Regions from separate parts of the Mus musculus genome. Here region 2 is linked to region 1. Evidence: chromatin contacts called from public HiCAR-type data. All regions are on one chromosome and are shown on one strand. The core of a region is the stretch at or near the end of the contact, and the rest is flanking DNA. Distances in the headings are between cores, read along the strand shown. Region 1 has its middle 13 kb from the start of Gm22783. Region 2 has its middle 140 kb from the start of Gm23678.

Region 1 (7,502 bases), core at 2,200-4,699:
CTTCTTAAAATATTCTACCACCATCATGAGATATGATTTTAAATCCGTGTCTTGCTTTTCGGGTGTGTTGGGGTTTCCCGGACTTGTTGTGTTGGGCATACTGGGTTCTGATGATGCCCAGTGTTCTTGGTTTCTGTTAGTAAGATTCTTACATTTGCTTTCGTCATCTGGAAATCTCTTGTGTTAATGTTCAAGCTGTCTCTCATTGGAGCTTGATCCTCCTGTGATTCTGTTAGCCTCTGTCAGCACTCCTGGGAGTCCAACTCTCTCCTGAGTTTCAGTGGTCAGAGCACTCTCTGCAGGCAAGCTCTCCTCTTTCAGGGCAGGTGTCCAGCAGTCTGGAGCTCTGATCTACCTCCTGAGTTCTGGGGTCAGAACCCTCCTTGAAGGCTGACTCTCCTCTGGCAAGGAATGTTTCCAGAAGTTTGGGTCTCAGCTCCACCTCCTGGCTGAGGATGAAGGCCTGATGGGACCCTGACCAAGAAGCTCTGTTGCTTCTATTGCTCTCAGGTGATCAGGAGTTCCTGGGTGTTGTAGTGGTCCTGCAGCATGGAGAGTACTCTGGTGCTCTAGATGCCCTCAGCCAGGTTCAGGCTGAAGATGGAGGGGCTGGCCCTGACCTAAATTGATCCCAGCCTCTGGTCAGTCGGGGTTCCTTTGTCCCTGTTCCTGCTGGCACAAGACCCTCTGCGATTCTTGAAGCTGATGTTGTGTTCCACTCACCCATGATTCCTAGGTGATCTCAAGGTCCTGTGGTGTGGAGAGAACTCTGGAGTCCCAGCAGCCTCTGCTGGGCTCAGAAGGAAGATGGTGGGGGTGGCCCTAATGGGAATGGATTGACTCAATAATCTTTACAGAACTATGTAATCAGCAAATGGTTATTGAGCTGAAAAATTAGCATTTATTCTATATTTTCTTCTTCTTCGGACTGTTTTATTGACTGAACCCCTTCTGTAGTTCTGTGTTGATCATCCAGGTGAAACAAACTGATGCACAATTTATAGGCTGTCATACTTTCCGAATCCATCCATAATCTGTAAAAGTCTCATGAATTCAAAATGAAAGATCATTGTTTTCACCATGTCATGGATAAATATTCCAGCAGATAATTTTACCAGGGAACAGAGTGGATTTTCTCCTGTTCTTTATATTGTTGTATGTGGGTTACCTCACATAGGCAAGTGTATTGCTTTCCATATTAGATGTCCTTAAGGAAAAAAAGCAAATTACAAAGTTAATCAGTGAAGTTTTCCATTAAGCAGATCACCTGATTAATCTGTCAGGAAAACCTTTGATGAGTTTGGAAGAGTTGTCATGGTAACTCAGAAATGTCCAGAGATTAACCTTGCCTCAAGTACATGGAGGAAGACTTTCATAATTCATATCACATACGTGCCTTAGTGTGTATCATGTCCACCCAACCCTGCCCTACCCTGGCTTCATAGAAGGAATCATGGTAGAGGCTCTGGGGCATAGAAGATGTGTATAAGAAATACTCTGTATTTTCAAAAGTTTGTCAAAGCACCAGAGTGAGGGACAAAAATAACTGTAACATAACACAAAAAGAAAAGTACTGTAGAAAAGATGAAGCAGGCTCTGGGATGGTGGAGTGGTTAGTTACAACTCTCCTCAATCTCTCCTAGCTATGAGGAGTAACAACTGTTTCAAACTGGGTGTTTGACTGGGTGGTGAAATATTCTTAATGTTGTTGTGAATTTGTCAACAAAGCTGATCTTCTGCTCTGAATAACAACTTCAGCAAACACCTCCTTTCTCTTAGGTCTATCTAACCTTTACACCTTTCTACAGGCTGGCACTCTTCACTATTCTCCCCGAAAGTACACCAGAATACTTGCTTCCTAATTAAAGTCCACTTCCATTATCTTGAACTTGTATTTGCTTCTCTTCCTCCTTCCTTCTTTCTTTCCTTCCTTCCTCCATTCCTCCCTCCCTACCTCCCTTCCTTCCTTCCTCCCTCCTTTCTTATCTTTTCCTTCTTTCAACCTACACCCCATTTTGTCTTTGAGACATAGTTCACATATAATGCAGACTGGCCTCAACTTCTCATGTAGCTGAAGATGAGCTTGACCTAGTAATCTTCATGCCTCTACCACCCAAGTGCTATGATTACAAATGTGCACAGCTACAAATGACTCAAACTTGGGTTTTCTGAAACTACCCTATGATTATGTTGGTTTTCTATTCCTGACAACGTAGAAAAATATCACTTTTATTAATAAAATAAATATCCCAAAGAAAGCACAAATACATGCTACTTTCAAATATGAATGTTTATGAAACACATAAAACCAAGTACTTTCAGAAGCTGCATCTTAAAGGATCCCTTGGAGGATCTTTCTGACAAATATGTGAGTTAAAGCTTCTGAAAATAAAAGTGTAATGAAGTTGTGACAGATGGACCCCCCCCTTCTTTCCTGGTAAACCTTTCTCTAGTTGCCTGAATCATGCATGATTGGGGTCATCTGTCTCAATTTTTTTCTCTGCTGATTTGTTGTGGATAAATGCTTCTAAAACCTCTGAAAAGCAAATGCTAGTGGGAGGCAGTTTCCATGGTGACTTTGGAGTTTGTATTGTTGTTTTTAGACATCATAAACATGGGGGTTGCTTTTTCTTGTTGCTATGCACATCTTACATACAAATTTTTAAAACAGGACATAGGGAAGAAGGTGAGGAAGGTGTAGCCACCCTAATATTAGGTCTGGGTATCCTATGGTTTTCATCATTAATCATTGTCTCTTGGTTTGATGAGCTTAACTGCATCATTTGGTGCTGAATCTGATCCTAAGTAGTCACACAACCCAGATAACCAGACAGGCATATCAACAGAGATTTGTAAGCAGCAAATACAGAAAAGGTTGGGAATAGGCTTATTATCACAAGTGAATGAAAGGTGACAACGCAGCTTAATAAAGCAGAAAAGACATTACTTATTTTCTTCCAAACTCATTGCTTCTGTAACTTAAAATATGTTTTGTTGTTGCTGTTTATTTATTTGGTTAATTGGTTGTGCTTATTTGTTTCTCTTTGTTTTTTTTTTAATTTTTTATTTTTTTTAATTTTTGATATACTATCTCACTTTATAGACCAGGCTTTTTCAAACTATGTAATACTTAGTATAAGAAGTAGTAAGAGCCATCGTTTCCTCCAAAGTCAAAATAGAAGGTGATAAACCACATCCCCGTTTGAGCATAGTTGCAAATGAATGTAAGAGACTCCTGAAATTGTCCTGTGTGTTTATGGAGTAGTCTAGAATTTGGAGAAGTTCAAGAGTAGAAGATGCTGACTGTTGATTCCCTATCACGATCCCTGCTTTTAGTACTGTTTCTGCTTCTCACTTCCCTGGACCTTTGCGGCTGAGAGTGCCTTTGGTGCCTCATCAGCATTTGATGAATCCAGGAGTAATAGAGCCATCAGGTCTCAGGAGTACCACACACTCTTTGCCAGGCACACTTCAGTGAAGTCTGCTTGACAGGCTGAGAAGCCTGGGAGCACTCATGAGGCATAGAGTTTCAAAAGGAACTTACCTCCTGGAGCTTTGGCATTCTCATTAACCCATACACTCATACCCTATCCCCTAGTGTATGGATCCATGTACTCTCTTTTAGTATTATTTTATTATAAGTGTCTTTTAAGATTGAATTCTGACATAGCTAAAGCCTCCCAGCAGTGTTCCAATGTTCCAGAAGCCGAGGAGCTTGGAATCTGGTAGGAATGCAGGAAGGAAGTTACCTATTCAGTAACTAATTAAGCATTACAAAAGACTGGTGGGGTCTTTTGTACCAGGGCTGGTCTGCAGAGTGTTTACTAAGTACAGTCTCACCCAAACAAGGGAATACCTTGAAAGAGCCAGGGAATCCCACTGAGATAGAAATCTTCAGTACAGGCTACATTGCATATTAGAAGCAAGTTGGTGAATTCTTCTGACAAATGGAGATTATCCACAGATACTTAAAAGTTACACTCATACCAGGGCCCAGGAAATAGGGGGGTTGTGGTATTGCAGTATTCATGAGAAGGTCAGCTAGAGCAGAACCTCTGGTGGTGGGCTTAACAATAGACTAGCTTTACACCTTGCTCCATTCTTAGTGGCAGCAGCCTGGTCCCCACCTTCTTTTGATGTATACATTCCTTTTGTATTGTGTTACAGTAACTTGGTGAATATATCTCCCCTGGTTTCTTGTTATTCTTCTGTATAAAAAGTTTGATGCTCCACTTGACAAATTACATTCAGATTCTACACAATTTCCTGTGTGCATATGTCTGTCATTCGCCCACTCCTTGCCCACCTGCAACTAGAGACCCGGTTCCATGAAAACAAAGGGACCCAAAGGGTCTACAGCAAATGTTGACTCTCAGAAGTGTGAGAATACATACCTCAGATTCTGTAACATTCACAGTACTTTTTTTTTTTCTGTGTAGTTTTTGTCTTGGCTTTTCAAAACAGGAGTTCTTTATGTAGCTCTGTCTGTTCTGGAACACACTGTGTAGAAAATGCTGGCCTAGAACTCAGATATAAACCTGCCCCTAAAGCAAGTGCCACCACACCTAAGGCAAGTGCCACCACACCTGGCCACAGTGCTGTTTTCGAATTGTGTGGTTTTCAAAAAATTGGGGTTCATTATTTGTTTATTTATCAATTGATTTTGAAACCACATCTCACCCTGTAGCCCAGACTGGACTTAATTTCATAGCAAATTTCTGAGTGCCAGGATCACAGACTTGAGCGGCCATGCTTATATTGAACCTATATATTGGGTGTTCAAAGATAGCTAAGCAAATTTGCTCTGTACTGTAAGTATAAAATACACACCAGGTTTCAAAAGTTTACTATGAAATAAAGACTGTAAAACATCTCATTGTTATTTTTCATATAGATTGTATGTTGCAAGGACATTTTGAATATGTAGTGATAAATGAAACAATACTGTCATCAATTTCACCTGTCACTTTGTTCTCTTTGTATGTCTGGAAATTTTAACTATAAAATATGAAATTTCTTTAGTAATCTCTTTACAAAAATTAAACATAAAATAAAGTATTTCTCATTTAATTTGTTTCTGTTTTTTCATGCAAATTACTTTGTATAGAACCATTTGTTGTATAGATCTAAGATGACTCAGTGGGTAAAGATGCTCACACACAGGCCTAGCATCTGTTTGATCCTCAGATCCCATAAGTTTGTAGAAGACGGTGACTTTCTAAGAGAGTTGTCCTCTGATATCCATATGTATGCTTCTCTCTCTCTCTCTCTCTCTCTCTCTCTCACACACACACACACACACACACACACACACACACAGACACACTCATACAAACACACATACAGAAACATAAACGCACACATGCACACATACACACACACACACACACACACAGACACATACACATACACCACCACCACCACCACAACAACAACAACAAATTAATTTAAAATCTTGAGAACATGTAGTTGTACTGATTTCTAACTTTGATATTTTTTTGTTGGCTTCAATTCTTTCCTTTATTTGTATAAACAATGTTCCTCCCACCCCCAAGACTTCCTTTAAGAGTCTATTAGTACATTTCTATAGTTTGAATGTGATAAACTTATTTTTTCCTTATTTTGTTTGAGGTTCTCTGGGTTTCATGAACATGAACTTTTGCATCAGTCCTTAATTTGAGAAATGCTTAGCCATAATTTCTTTTCTTTCTTCTGTTCTTTGGAATTGATACCAATCCCACATATGATCAAATATATGACACTATAGTTTTTTATATTTTTCCTTTTCTCATATTTTCCCTCTTTGTGTTGCAGTATGAATAATTTTCATTGATCTATCTTCAGGTTCGCTAATTCTCTCCATGGTTATGTCAGTTGTAGCAATGAGCCCAGAAAAATCATTCTTGTTTAAGATCTACTTTCCAAAAAAGAACTTTTAATATTTATTTTTATGTGTATGTGTTGCATTTGCTGTATGTGAATTGAATGCATGAAGGTGTCTATATAATCCAAAAGGCAATGTCAGGTACCCTAGAACTGGAGTTACAAGCAGTTGTGAGTCACTTGATACACATGTTGGGAAATGGGTCTTCAAGAAGAACACTTAATTGCTGAGCCATTTCTCCAGTCCTGCAGAAATACCCTTTATGTCTTTTTTTCACTTTTGATATTTCAATATTATTTCTTATAGTTTTCTCTGCTATATTGACCACTCCACTGTACGTGCTAGCCACTGTTTCTGCTGGTATCTTTGATATATTAATCATAGGGTTTTTTTGTTTTATTTTTTTTTGTTTGTTTTTTATTTTTTGTTTTTGAATACCAAGTCAAGGTAGTTCCAACATTTCTTACCTTATCTGAGTCTGGTAATGATGATTATTTAACCTCCTATGTGTTGCTTTTTCCTCCTTTTCTGCATGCCTTGCAATATTTCTCCACAGATGCACATGTGGTACAGGACTGTACAAAGTTAAGTAAATAGGTTTTTTTCTGTGTGGAAATGGGAATGCTTTCCTTTTGCTAGGCCCTTATCTAGTCCATGATCTTCTGTTAATATCATTATGAGCCGGGCTTGTTGTGTGCATTTGTTGTTGCTATGGTTAACCTCAGTTCACACAGACTTAAAACTCCAATTCAGATAATTGCTTGTAGGGCAGGTGGTGAGCATGGTTAGTAGAGCAATGTTTATTTGAGTCTAGGTTTAAGACTTTTTGCTGGTCCTCAGAAAATGTTTATTTTCTTTATATTTTTGTTACTGTTTCCTTTCTTGGCAGTATTTTATCATTAATTGTTATGAGTTCCTTAGTTTGGTACTTCAGCATATGTTGGCTTTATATTCAGATTTAAGGTTGTTTTCTTATGTTTATTACAATTTTAAGCAATGCATTTTCATCACAGTCACACTTCCCTTAACTCTTCCCAAATCCACCCCATCTTTCCTATAAAATGTACTTTGTATATTTTTTTTCCTCTTACTTCATCAAAAAAATGTTCAAAGTCCTTAGTGACAGAGAAATCAAAACCACCCTGAGATTCGACCTTACATCAGTCAGAATGGCTAAGATCAAAACCTCAGGTGACAATACAAGTTGGAGAGGATGTGGAGAAAGAGGAACACTCCTCCATTGCTGGTGGGATTGCAAACTGGTACAACCACTCTGGAAATCAATCTGAAGGTTCCTCAGAAAATTGGAAATAGATCTACCTGAAGACCCAGCAATATTACTCTTGAGAATATACCCAAAAGATGCCCCACCATGCCACAGGAGCACGTGTTCCAACATGTTCATAGTGGCCTTATTTGTGATAGCCAGAATCTGGAAACAACCTAGATGTCCCACCACAGAAGAATGGATACAAAAAAATGTGATTCATTTACACAATGGAATACTACTCAGCTATTAAGAATGAGGACATCCTGACTTTTTCAGGAAAATGGATAGAACTAGAAAATATCATCCTGAGTGAGTTAACTCAGACCCAAAAGGACATGCATGGTATGT
Region 2 (7,502 bases), core at 2,420-4,919, 570 kb after region 1:
CTTCCTGGTATGCCAGAGAGGCTCTGTTATATTACTGGAAATTTTGGAGACCTCTACATGGGATACCACATACTGCCAAGGAAATTAAGGTGCTCTTCTTCAGGTTCTTGGTCTCATTAATAAAAAAAAAAAATTTAAGAACAGACTCAGGAGAGAAGTAATAGCCTGGAAAGAGTGAGAAAGGCCAGAATGTCTGGAAAAGCCCACCTCTGCATTAGCAATCATCTGAAAGAAATCATAAGAGGTATGAGGAGGAGGAAGGGGAAAAAGCGGAGGAAGAGGGAAGAAGGAAAGAAGGAAGTATGTTACAACTTAGGCAAGTAAACCTTACAAAACCACTGTAGCAATTCCACCGAGGAGGTGGGTGGGGTAGGTCTAAGAAAAAAAAGTACATTATCTCATGAAAAGAAAAATTATTCCTCCCATCTATTTAGCATAGCCTTAGGTGAATCTGCTTTCTAGGGGATGGTCCTGTTACTAGAATTTTGGAGTCATTCATGGCTGCTGGATGATACAGGGGAAATGGGTTCCCATTCCCCGCTTGAGGTTCTTAACATCATTATTAAAAACAAATTTAAGGATAAACTAAAAAAAAAAATTGGAGATGTAAAGAAAATTGTGTTACAGTTTAGAAGAAGAATTCCTCAGAGCAGGCAAGCTGTAACACCTCTGCAGCTGCTCAGAGGAGGAGAATGGAGGAGGAGAAAAAGAAAAGCTTAAGCCGGCACAGATGTCAGACATATAATGGACAACTATCTACATGGTAGGGAGGGAGAGCTATGAAGAAAGAGATAAGGAAGCCTCAAATGTTGATGAACTCTAATATGTTAAGGAAAGCATGTTTTAAAATGACATTGGAAAAAACGGAGAAGTTGGAAAGCTGTAAGGTTACAGCCCAGTAATTGCACTGGACAGGAAAGATTATAGTTTCTCATGAAAGGGATAACTATTCAGCCTAACTCTTTAGTGTGGTGAACCTCCCCCTTCCTAAGGGTGCTCCCCGGTCATTGGCCCACCCCAAATGAAAAGTTAGGTCTCCATCCAGTCCAGATATTCCAACTTCTTGACAAGAAGGAAATAGCATTTCACTAATGGGCCTATAATGCTACTGTGACAGCACATTTCCAAATGGAAGTTTATGTGACCTTCATAAAGCCAAATGTATGTGCTCCTGGTGCGTTCACAGAGAGAAAGAAGGCTTAGACCTAAAAGCATTTATTTAGCTCATAACCATACTTAAGCCAAATTGACATTTTGGATCTCGTTCCCCATCTCACTGTCTGATTAGTAAATACATATGGACTGAGAACAGAACATGCCCATATCACAGCTAAGGGCTTTGGTGGCTGCTCTGTGGTTCCCACTTAACAGAACTTGGCAACAAGAACCAAAGACCAGTCACAAAAGGAAAAGTACAAAGGGAACATCCAGCTTTCCTTTGGTGACTGCCAAGATCCCATCAATCTCCATGCCAGCCCTGGGAAAGCTGGAAAAGGGGCCTCACACCCTAGGAAGGAGGGGCCTGGGCAAGTGGGTAATGAGTCAGAAAGGAATGTGTACTAACCAACACCCGAATGCCGGCCTGCCTGCCAACTTGAAGAGGACCCAAGTAAATTCCTTTCCACATACCAGGGGCCCACATCACTCCAGAAGGCAGTGTTTCCATGTGAGAGTCTACCCTGCACTTTGCAGAACAGAAGGCTGCTTATTTGCACTTAGATGGAACTCTGCCACCACCATACCTGTCTCACTCCAGTTTTCTTGGCACTAATCAGGGTTGCCTTTTAAAATTCTCTCACAGTGTACTTCCTGAGGTGGCCCCACTGCTCGCGGGGAAAACCCAGGGACAAGGCTGAGGAAGGCATGTAAGCTTGTGTTAATAAAGTCCTGTGCCACTTTGGCCTTTTATTTGTCTTTAAATAAATAAGCCTGGAACACAAGTTCCTGAATTTGAAAACAGATGATTTTTAAAGCAGATTTCTTAGGCTACAAAATTTAAAATTTCAGTCAAAGACCAAGAATTCTCCAGTGTCACTTTGCTATGCCTCTTAGTCTCTCCACTGGTGTCTAGTAGGAATGGCCTTCACCAAAAGAGCCCACACTTCCTATCTTTTCTTTTAGAAGACTGTCAAGAGACAGTGGTCCTCTTAGGAAGCCCCACAGGGTCCGAGAGTAGTGGTGTTTACAACTAATTGATCACAACCAGGAAGCCCCACAGACCCTTTGAGGACACAGAAACACACACTCTTTAAGTAGGAAAGCTGGGGATACCCCTGCTCTCTGTTTTATCTGATTCACAGGGCCGATTAGAGGACTCCTTCCCAAATGAATTCAGAATGGCCATCAATAGTTACACACTTATTAGCCCAAACAGACAAAGAGTATGGTTTCTCTCTTATGGAGTCTCAATCCTTCTAGCAGTGCTTCCTTTCTACAGCAAGAGTTCTGCCAAATGCTCAGAGACAGGTCCAAAAGAGGCAGTGTCTACAACCCTCTCTTCTCAAAGGAGCTACCCACCCACAAGGGTATGGTTGTTTTAGAGGAAAGATTTCAAAACCCACTGCACTCTTTATAGATGTTAAAACCAACCAAACAAACTATGTGGCTGTGTTTTGTCAGGGATGGGTGAGAGGAAAAGAGGTACACTGGGTACTTGTCTTCCTGCCTTCTTTTAAAAACAAAATGCCTTGCCTGGGGTAGAGGCAATTCATACTTCGATGGAAAATTCTTTATTGCTTCTAGCTCCTGCTTCCTGTGTTATCTGATTGTGATTCCATGGTTGATGAAGCTACTTCACAACTCATAGTTTTGGGCAAGTGGTAGGTAAGCAAATTCTGTCTTGTTCGCGTCAGCTGACTTCCTTCTCCAGGGGGAAGAAAAACCATAGTTTTCCTTCATTTGTAATTCACTTCAGCACCACCACCATCCATTCACAATCAGGGTAGCTGCAATCTTTCAAAGGCTTATTTAATTTATGTGTGTTATATATGTGTGTGTGTGTACATGTGTGTGCAGGTGCCTTTGAAGGTTAGAAACTGGGCATTAGATCCCGTGGGGCTAGAGTTACAGATGTTTGTAAGACACCAGATGTGAGCACTAGGATCTGAACTCTCATCCTCTGATAAAGTAAGAAGTGCTAAACTTAGTGTTGAGCCTGCTCTCCAGCCCCTGGCCTGTTTATTTTTAAAGCCTGGTAATAACATCTGGCTGGTCCCTTCAACTATAGGAATAACATTTTCTTATGACCCTGTTAATATCTCTGTGAACAGAAAGTTTACTGTAACAGCAACAGCCACCCCCTCTGAAGTTCCTGTACTTTGCCAAGTGATCTACATATTAGGGACAGATGCCTTTTACAAAGCAGTACTCCAAGGGAAAACAAAAAAGTGGTCCTTTCAAAAGACTTGGATCTTGCCCCTCACTTGCCCCTGTGAGCCTCTCTGTTTAACAAAGCTGTCTAAACTAAGATTCGAGTTAATTGTCAGCAGAACACATTTTTCCCACTGTAGAAAGTCTTATTTCAAAGTATGTTGATTGCCTGCTGGGTTTTTTTCCCCCCATGCTCTCCACTGTAGGTTGCTGCTTGGGAGAGCTGAGACCCAGCCACTAGGCAGAGCTGAGTTTCAGTTAGCTTCCTTGAACCAACCCCCCCCCCCCTGTGCCCTGCCAGCATTCAGTGATCAGTGGGATTCCTGGAATTCCTGGCATAGCACAGAAGCCCTGTTTGGCCTAGTAAGTGCCCTTGAACCAAGGTTCTGACCCCAAGATTGCATTTTATTCTTTTATTCACATCCAGAGGTTAATACTTATTTATGTAAATCCTCTGCCAGGGATTAGTTCATCTTGACCCCTTGGTTTTTGATTGCTCTAATGGTCTCAGGTGTTTTGTTAGAGCCTTTTGGTACCCTCTTTTCACTGAAAGACTAAGGTCAGCAAGAATTCAATCACAAAAAGAAGAGAGTGGGGCACTTAGAAATGTTGAAAAGGCCTGCTTTGAAGTGTTCTAAGGAGCTTTCAGAGGCCACCCAGTTTACAAGGTTAAAACAAAGCTGTAACCTAGTGAACCCTACTTAATTCATGGAAAATAAGCTTTCACTACACTGCATCCTCACAAAAGTTTTTAGAGGAGAAGATGTTCAGTGGCCATCTCCTAGAGACCAGCTCTACAACTAAAGAAATCAGTATTACAAGAGTATTTGAAGACCATTTCCAAGCAAAGGAAAAATCATGACCCTCCTGAGGTATAAACAGGAACATGTGGAAATTCTATGTTGCTCTTATAATTGAGGGAACTGGGCAGCTGTTATAATGATTTTGATTATTGTTGTTTTTAATAACCAGCCCTCATTGACAGGGAAAGTGGAAATGTTGAAGTGAGTTGTAAATGGATGCAAACTGTTTTCTGTTCCCCTATGCTCCATGGGAGAAGAGAGTTAGCTGAACAAGGCAAGACAGGGTATGCACCATCAGATAACACGTGGAAGTATATGCAGGTTTTCATTGAAGCATAGATTGCCTGTTTTTTAAATTTTAATTAGTTAATAGACTATATTTATCTTGGTCAGTGTTCTATTGATGTAAAGAGACACCAGTACCACAGCAACTCTAATAAAAGGAAGCATTTAATTGGTGGCATGAAGAGGGACATAGTGCTAGAGAACCAGCTGAGAGTTTTCCATCTGGATCTGCAGATAGTAGGAAGACAAAGAGACACTAGGCCTGGCATTTGAAACTCCAAACCGAACTCCAGTGATACACTTCCTCCAACAAGGCTATTACTTCTCAAGTAATGCCACTTCCTGGTGACCAAGCATTCAAATCTATGAGCCTCTGGGGGCCATTCTCATTTAAACCACTTTTTTTTTTTTTTTTTTGAGATTTGAGACACAGTCTCACTATGTATTTCTAGCTGGTCTAGAACACACTATGCAAATCAGGCTGGCATTGAACTCAGAGATCCTCCTGCTACTTCTGCCTCCTGAGTGCTAGAATCATACACCATGACTTTCACTTTTTAAATGGGGATAAAAGAGAAGTATCTGGTCCATCCACCTATCCACACACACCCCAGACCCATATTCATACTTTTTTAACTGAGGGCAAAATTGATAGCAGCTGAAATCCAGCCTTGACAGCCATACACAGAGGGATTCCAAGTTTATGAGTCCATGAACAAAAAGTTGAACAGAGACACACAGCTGCAGCTGAATCAGGGGCAGTTTGTTAGAAAAAGAGATAGTACATGGGAGAAAGTAGGTCTAGCCAAGAGGAATTTTAGCAGCTCTAGGCTCCAGAGTCACAAAGGGTTATAGTTTCTTGTCACTAAGCATAGACTTTTTCTAGGCATGCTTACCTATCAGTTACTTGTAATTGAACATACAAATTTGTGCGTCTCATTCGCATTTTAATTTTTCGCCCAAGTGTTTGTGTTCTAAGTGATAGACGATTTTCAGACACTTCAGAAGGTCTCTAAACCTGGACCACTGGAGTCTCATGGCCTTAGTCTGGTTGGGGAGAGGTAAGGAGCAGCCTTAAGGTAGGCTTGACAAACTGGTTGATTCCAAGCTGAAGTCCAAGCTTGCAAACTGTTAGCCTTTTCTTTACTTCCCTGTCACACCAAATCACATCCAATCATGAGTTAGAAGAGTGATGTTTTAGCACCAAAAATATGCTGCTTCATTCTTTCTGTCACTCAATTATCTTCAAAGTTGTTGGTGACTTTTTTGTAAACCAGGTATTTCTTATTAGATATTTTCTTGAATTACATTTCAAATGCTATCCCCCAACCCTGCTCCCCAACCCACCCATTCCCAATTCCTGGCCCTGGCATTCCCCTGTACTGGGGCATATGATCTTCACAAGACCAAGGGCCTCTCCTCCCATTGATGGCCTACTAGGCCAAACTCTGCTACATATGCAATTAGAGACACAGCTCTGGGGGGTACTAGTTAGTTCATATTGTTGTTCCTCCTATAGGGTTGCAGACACCTTTAGCTCCTTGGGTACTTTCTCTAGCTCCTTTATTAGGGGCCCTGTGTTCCAGCCAATAGATGACTGTGAGCATCCACTTCTATATTTGCCAGACACTGGCATATCCTCATAAGAGAGAGCTATATCAGGATCCTGTCAGCAAAATCTTTCTGGCTTATGCAATAGTGACTAGGTTTGGTGGTTGTATATGGGATGGGTCCGGGTCAGGCAGTCTCTGAATGATCCTTCCTTCCATCTCAGCTCTGAACTTTGTCTCTATAACTCCTTCCATGGGTATTTTGTCCCCCATTCTAAGAAGGAATGAAGTATCCACACTTTGGTCTTCTTTCTTCTTGAGTTTCATGTGTTTTGCAAATTGTATCTTGGTTATTCGAAGTTTCTGGGCTAGTATCTACTTATCAGTGAGTGCATATCATGTGAGTTCTTTTGTGATTGGGTTAACTCACTCAGGATGATATCCTCCAGATGCATCCATTTGCCTAAGAATTTCATAAATTCATTGTTTTTAATTGCTGAATTGTACTCTATTGTGAAAATATACCACATTTTCTGTATCCATTCCTCTGTTGAAGGACTTCTGGGTTCTTTTCAGCTTCTGGATATTATAAATAAGGCTGCTATGAACATAGTGGAGCATGTGTCCTTATTACAAGTTGGAGCATCTTCTGGGTTTATTCCCAGGAGAGGTATTGCTGGATCTTCTGGTTGTACTATGTCCAATTTTCTGAGGAACCACCAGACTGATTTCCAGAGTGGTTGTACAAGCTTGTAATCCCACCAACAATGGAGGAGTATTTAACTAGTGGACAAGAATGCATGACAGGACACTTCATACACTGCTATCAAACAATAGAAGCTCTTGGTAGGTGGCAGGTTTTATGGACAAAAGCCATGAGAGCCTCTTGCTTTTTGTCTCCATGAGCATTTATTCTGTGTCCCTGGTGTTACAGGTGTGGGGTTGAGTCTGGAAGGCCTCTGGAGCTGCCAGGTTCTTATGTCTTTTTACACTGAATTGCCCAGAGACAATAGATGGTTGTTAAAAGGAATATCTTGGAATGTGTGCTACACCTGGCCTGTGGCCCAGTGCTAAGAGAATGAAAGAAAATGTGTGTGTGAGTGGAGGGTGGTGCTGCATTACCTTTTATGGCCTATTTACATAGCATGCTCCTGGTTGATTGAAGCCCAGGTTGGCGAAGGGGTTCGAGTCTTCTGTGTTTGGCCACTGTTCTTGTCGAACTCTGAAATTGCTTCCTTCATCCTTTTCCTTATTTTGCTTCAATGGCACTCCTGGTCCTGTTCAGTTTCTCTGTCTCTAACACTTCCTAGTGATAAGTTATTTCTCCTCTGGTGAAATGAGTCAATTCAAGCCAGGCTAAATTTTATTAATGGCAGGTTTATTGGGAAGCTGCTCCCCTGAGAGTTCACTGGCCATAAGAAGAAGGCCAAGGAAGTTGTCATGAGAGGTAGTTAGGAGAAAGAAAGAAAGGGTGTGCACGTGCATAGAGAGAGAA

Evidence for each region. HiCAR-type assays count read pairs that join an accessible place to other places.
Region 2: a contact with region 1 is called in a HiCAR-type map of embryonic stem cells, with 4 times the contacts expected there. The contact joins two enhancer-like sites. A contact is called at or near these places in 1 of 39 promoter capture datasets (cranial neural crest) and 3 of 115 datasets of contacts at active chromatin or transcription factors (embryonic stem cells and epiblast stem cells).

What each region holds. Positions count from the first base shown.
Region 1 is chrX:19,337,997-19,345,498 of GRCm38.p6, forward strand. No RefSeq gene overlaps it. Among named protein-coding and RNA genes, the nearest start is that of Gm22783, 13 kb to the right of the region's middle. Within about 2 kb of position 3,450, at least 5 of the 459 cell types and tissues checked have an H3K27ac peak or open chromatin away from gene starts, as enhancers often do. A contact at or near this core is called in embryonic stem cells, where this site is marked.
Region 2 is chrX:19,903,167-19,910,668 of GRCm38.p6, forward strand. No RefSeq gene overlaps it. Among named protein-coding and RNA genes, the nearest start is that of Gm23678, 140 kb to the left of the region's middle. Within about 2 kb of position 3,670, at least 31 of the 459 cell types and tissues checked have an H3K27ac peak or open chromatin away from gene starts, as enhancers often do. A contact at or near this core is called in embryonic stem cells, where this site is marked.